Linked DNA regions of Sus scrofa: region 1 is linked to region 2. Evidence: chromatin contacts called from public Hi-C data. All regions are on one chromosome and are shown on one strand. Each heading gives the region's core, a stretch centred on a gene start, on an enhancer-like site or on the middle of the called end of the contact. The rest is flanking DNA. Distances are from core to core; before and after follow the strand shown. Region 1 overlaps HECTD2 (probable E3 ubiquitin-protein ligase HECTD2). Region 2 holds the start of HECTD2 (probable E3 ubiquitin-protein ligase HECTD2).

Region 1 (2,781 bases), core at 183-2,682, 73 kb after region 2:
TTTCTTATTATTTTTCTTAATTTTGTAAATATGTATATGTTGCATCTCTCTGGTAATGGGAAATAGAGATGACCCAGATAAATTGAAATCTCCACTCAATCCTCAAAATTAATTTTGATCATAACTTATAAAATGTAAAACTATAATTTTTATAAAAGAAAATCAACTGATTGATTTAGTTTGTCTTTTTTACCCTGTTTCCACCCGTGGTTCAGGATATCATTGAGCAGTAACATGCTCATGCACACTCTCTGGACATATATTTGATATATTTTAATACAAAAGATGGTTTGTAACAGAACTATTGCTAAACTGTTTTGCTTCTAATAGATGAGATGTCCTATACATGTTTACTACTCTGATTTTTAAATCAGTCATATTGATGAAATTATGTTTCTATTTTCCAGGCATGTTTACGTATCATAAGGATTCATACTGCCATTGGTTTAGCAGTTTTAAATGTGATAACTATTCTGAATTCCGATTGGTTGGAATTGTATCCTTTAAACTTTCCACTAGGAGGTGCTAGTAGACTAGAGATTTTTAAGAATTTTATCTGCATTTTGGAAAACTGTTCTCATTAAGCATTTTTATTCTACTAAACAGACTTGTCAAATTTACTAGTAGATTTTCAGTAATCTTTATTATTTGTAACATTGCAGCTATGTAATATCAGCAGATTTAGTTAATCGGAAGGAATGACTAAATTGTTGGCATTTTTCTCTGAAAACTTTATCTCAGAATAAAAATCACTTCCTATTTCTTATATAGCCTAAATTATCAGAAATGTAAGACATTTTTTAAAGTCACAGTATCTTTCTTATTCATAATGAACCATTTTTTCTGTTAATTTTTTCACTTTGTGCTTATTTCACTCAGATTCCTAAGTTGAAATTGTGGGAATTAACTCTCTTAATGTGGCCTCGAATCCTGAGATATTTATTAAAGTTAAAAATTGAGTGGAATAGGAGCATCTAATGCATATGGCATTATTTTATAGTGTTTTTTAAGATTATGCAAATTCCTGTGCCATCCTCTGATCCCTGTCTGGTATATTACGGAGGTATTCCTGCACTGGGTGGGAGATTGGACAGGAAAGCCTTGTACATTCATTTTTTAAAACTCAAAAATATAATTGTCCGTGGAAGAAAGGAGGGAAGAGTAAATAAATGAGCAAACACTGGAGATACTTAGGTTAAAAGAAGGACAAAAAAAAAAAATCTACCTTTAAGAAGTTTACCGTCTAGATGGACATTTAGCATTAAGTGCTGAGGGGTTCTGATAAGGAGAAGATTGAATATTTTCCTCCCAGAGAAGGTAAAGATTTTAAAATGGAACCAATATGTTTGATTAACCCAGGACTGGAGAGGATAGATGTAGACTGGGAGAATGGCTGGGGAAGAAGCCTGCCTGCATTGTTCTGGCCTGTTAGAGAGCAAGGTGATGGTCCACTTAGTGGGAGCAGAGGGCGCTCCAGGAGTTATGGGAGGTGCTGGCAAGAGATTTAGAGTGATCTGATGGAGCACTTTGACTTTGAATGTCCATCTTTGCTCCATTTGTTGAAATAAATCTTGAAGAATGTATATGAAAATCAAGAGGCTGGATGGAAGAAAAGGTAGGAGGGAGAAAACCACACATTGTAGCAGTAAACTTAATTTGAAATTTTGTATGTGTCATCATATCTAAAGATCCAAAGGGCCAAGTGCACAGTATGAAACATTTAACAATTATTTGACTCCTGTTTTTGTTCTCTTATCTACAGTAATCATTTGTCAAATGTTTCAACTTCATTGAAGGCCTGAGTCAGTGATGCTTCTCACTGTGCTATGAGCTTTTTGAATTTCCTGATAAATATGTCTGTCATATTTTACATTCTTATCATGGCTTAGATTTGGGTGATATTTTGGCCTTCTAATATTTGTAATGAAGTATTAGACCTTACACCACATTCTTAGAATGGTATATGTAATATTGTGGATTTGCTTATTGTTTTCTTTTGCAGTACGCATTAGTTTCTATTCAGCCATTACCCGAAAGAGCATATTAAGTGTATTTATATGCTATATATTACAAATTAAACAATTAAATCTAAAATTAAGTGATAGCTGTCTCATTATTATGTTATTTTTCTCACCAAAAAAAAAAAAAAAAAGCTATGGAAAGTAAGATCGATACTGTAAAAGGCATGATAATATAAAGGAAAAATGTGAGGTGACAGTGGATTGTGATCACATTAAGTGGTTGAGAGATCTATCAAATGTAAGGAACACTAAAAATTGAGAAGTAACAGGCATGATGATTAAAGAGATATAGTTGGCTCCATATTATTGTTCTAGTAGTTCTCACAGTATTGTATTTCTAATGCAAATATTTTTAAATATTAAGGCCTTAGCAGTTTACAAGAAGTGTTATAGTAAAACTTAGAGTAATAACTACAAAATGTCTCGAAGATTTCATGAAGAGCCATAATCTAACAATTTTTTAAAAGTAGAATTCCCAAAAGGTCATTGGAACTAAGGATAGGGGCGACATAATATAGTGCAGGGTTTTCAAATTCCACCCTATTTGCACCGCATGACACCTCAGTGACTCCAGCAGAATTCCTGCCCACTTCCCCAACCCCTGCTTCAACCACAGCAGCTTTAGTGTGAAATGCAACATGATTCTTCTGTGTATGGAAATGCCCTGAAGCAAATCCTATAAAGCTTACTTCTTCATCTGTTAAAACCCTTCCTTCAGGTTTAATTTTTATTATAGTTATAATTAATTGTAATTTTTTAT
Region 2 (3,093 bases), core at 204-2,703:
GGTGATGACAGCAACTATATTAAAACTAGAAAGGCTTTCTAGAAATCAAAGTCAGAATGTACCATTTAGAAGGTACTCATTATTATACTCATTACAGGGTTTGCTTTCGATCTGCTTGTTACAACTGCGTCTGGAAAACAGGCAACTCCATTTCGTGATACACTGTAACTAGTACTTAGTTATGCTAATAACTGAATTCTGTAAAACAGTAGATAACCCAAACATCGTCCCAAATATATTTCAGAGATATTTTTGGTTCTTTTATTTGGATCCGGATATCTTTGATTCTTCAACCTCAAGTAAAAGTCACAACCGAAAAAACCGAAGATGTGAATGTCGAGTAATTCCCTATTTTTAATAGGCAATGCGGAGCATTCTTACTCTCTCCCTTCTCTTAGATCAGCAGCTGTCTCCGCAGCTCCAGTAGACTGAGAAAAGGAAAAGGAGGGGGCGTAAAGGAAAGGAAATTGTCTCTGTGGCTTGGTCGTGGGGGTGGGGGTGGGGGTGGTTTAATATCAAAATTAAAGCTTTCCTCTTCAGTTTTAAAGTTCGTCCCCATATTAATGATCTGACATTAAGGATTGTGCAGCCGCGCTTGAGTCTGTCCATCTGTAATTTATAAAAGGAAACGAACAAGGAAGGGATAGAGGCAGCAAAGGGAAGCAGGGCGAGAGCGAGATGTAGGCGCGTGGGGACGGGAAGGGAGAGGCGGATTTGGCAGTCCAAGTGGGGACGAGAGGAACAGGAATGGAAAGTGTGGCCTGGCTGCCCCGCCCTGCGGTGGGGAAGGTGGAGCCCAAGACGTCTCACTCCCCCTCCTCCATTCTGAGGCTTTTCCTTGGAGGTGGGGGCTGCCCGGCATCTAGAAAGAAAGGGTCGGTCGACTTCAAAGGAAAGGTGGTCTCCTGAGGAAGAGCTCAGAGACCTCTCTCCTGGGGCAAACGGGCAGGCAGGGGTGGCAGGGACAAGCACTGGCCCCAAGGCGACGGCTTTGCGGGCGCTGGGGACGTAAAGACCACCAGCAGGTCCCACGAATCTAGACGCCCCAAATTAGGGCTGTCGGTGCAGTGGAGGATGCCGCACTCGCCCCGCCCCCACGGAGGCACGCTCTATCCCCGTGCGACCCTAGGCAGGCCTCGTCTGGTCGCTCCTCCCCACACCCCCGACTCCCGACCCTTTAGTCCGGACCCCCTTCTCGCCAACTCGGGCGACGATCCGCAAAAAAAAATGGCGGCCTAGCCTCGGCGCCTAGTCTCCCGAGTCCCGGGGATTGGCGAGGGAGGTAGTGGCCAGCGTCCGGGACCCGCGACCCACGGGCCTAGCCGGGGGCGGGGCGGGGGCGGCCGAGGCCAGGAGCAGGCGGGAGCTGCGGGCCGGCCGGGCGCGCGCTGGGGCTGGAGCTGGGGCGGGGGCGGGGCGGGGTATCCGGGCGCGCTCCCGGCGCGGCGCGGGCGCGGGCGGAGCGGCGGTGGTTGGACACGGCGGCCCAGAGCCCTCTCGCGGCCGCGGCGGCAGCAGCGCCAACGCCAAGCAGCACCCCGGCCGCTGCCGCCGCCTCGCGCTCCCGCCGCCCGGCCAGACATGAGTGAGGCGGATCGGGTGCCCTCGCCTGCCGCGCCGCCGGCGGTGGTGGCGGCCGCGCCCGAGGAGAAGAAAGGGAAGGAGCCGGAGCGCGAGAAGCTGCCACCCATCGTGTCGGCGGGCGCCGGTGCGGCTGCGGTAGGTGCCGGGCGGGGGCCGCGGGGCGCCCCGACGGCGGGTCGGGAGGGGGTCGAGGGGCGCCCTGGGACCCGCGTCTCCTCCTGGTACCCCCGGACCCATGCGGGGAAAAACGCCCTGGCTGCCCTTCCTCTGGCCGAAATCAGAGTTGTGCCTCCTGGGCAGCCGCGATCACTTCGCGAGCAGCACCTTCCACCCTCGGGAAATGCCGGGGTAGCGGGGTCTCCTGGCTGCTTTCGGTTATTTTTTGGTTGGGGGTGGGGGCACTCTCTCTTAGGAAATGACCAGCACCTTGGAGCCAGCATCATCTGTTGGATGAGGATAAGGTGTCAGACAGGCGAGAGTAGATTTTCCACTGAGCTGCCTGCCTGCAAGCATTGTGGAAGCGAATATTTCCCCCTTTGGTTCGCTTTTCCTTCCCTTCCCCCTTCGGATTGAACCCGCTTTGCGGCGAGTTTCCACTTAATTGTGACCTTTCCTTTACAGTCAGGGTAGTGGGGGGTGGATGCCTCGATGATGGTTTTATTTTTTCATATGGTACAGACATGTGACATAAGGTGGGGAGGCTTTTTTAACCTTTCTTTAGACTCAAGTGATCTAAGCTTCAAGGCGATGATTTCCCAGCAGGATTTTCTTAAGGATTATTTGGGGAGCGCTCTCTGGCTTGAAACTGCATATTGCCAGATGATGTAATGGGCCAGCCCCCCTTCCCTATTTTTACTGGTGGTTATGACTGTTTACTTTGGAGCACACGCACAAAATTAACCTCTGATTTTTGAGATTTTTATTTGAGACAATATTCAAATTACTTCTTGAAACTTTCATACTTTTAAAGACCATGACTTATGCAGCCCTGTGTGACAAAATAGTAAAAGTTTAGAGAACAGGATACATTTTCTTTATTCCTGCTTGCAATTCATTTTCTTAAAACCTCCCTCTTAAGTGACTAAGAACTTATGAAAATAGCTCACTCTAATTTAAAGTATTACAGGAATAATGTTTTGATTCGGCAGGTTTTTCAAAAATGTCTAAGGACTGTGATAACTGGAAATTGTTAGAGCAAGCTTTTTATGTTAAATCAGCACAGCAGAGTGCAGACAGTAATAGAATGACAATTTTAAAAAATTACTGTGGTTGATTGGTAAATTGGAGTTGTGAGTAGGAATTACTTTGGGAAATGCTTTGAAGGAATTTGTCACCCAGCTGCTTTTAGACCCAGTTCCTGCTGTAGGAATCCTAGGCTTTCAGAGCTTATCTGGGAGGTTCTTAACTGGCAAATAGGCAGTGTTTCAGCAGATCATTTCTAAGTCAGTTTAAAACAATGCATATATGCTTATAGGAACAGTTACACGAATGGGGTTAGGTCCTCAAGTA

Evidence for each region. A called contact is a pair of places that touch in the nucleus more often than the background predicts.
Region 1: a Hi-C map of fetal heart ventricle shows a contact between it and region 2, with 2.7 times the contacts expected there. The contact joins the enhancer-like site here to the promoter of HECTD2 in region 2. A contact is called at or near these places in 7 of 47 Hi-C or Micro-C datasets (embryonic fibroblasts, fetal heart ventricle, fetal skeletal muscle and 3 more) and 1 of 2 datasets of contacts at active chromatin or transcription factors (skeletal muscle).

What each region holds. Positions count from the first base shown.
Region 1 is chr14:103,167,694-103,170,474 of Sscrofa11.1, forward strand. HECTD2 (probable E3 ubiquitin-protein ligase HECTD2) reads left to right here. Exons shown (of 21, transcript XM_003483528.4): 14 at 408-496. Among named protein-coding and RNA genes, the nearest start is that of HECTD2, 73 kb to the left of the region's middle. Within about 2 kb of position 1,433, at least 4 of the 83 cell types and tissues checked have an H3K27ac peak or open chromatin away from gene starts, as enhancers often do.
Region 2 is chr14:103,094,239-103,097,331 of Sscrofa11.1, forward strand. HECTD2 (probable E3 ubiquitin-protein ligase HECTD2) reads left to right here and starts at 1,454. Exons shown (of 21, transcript XM_003483528.4): 1 at 1,454-1,719. The coding sequence starts at 1,582.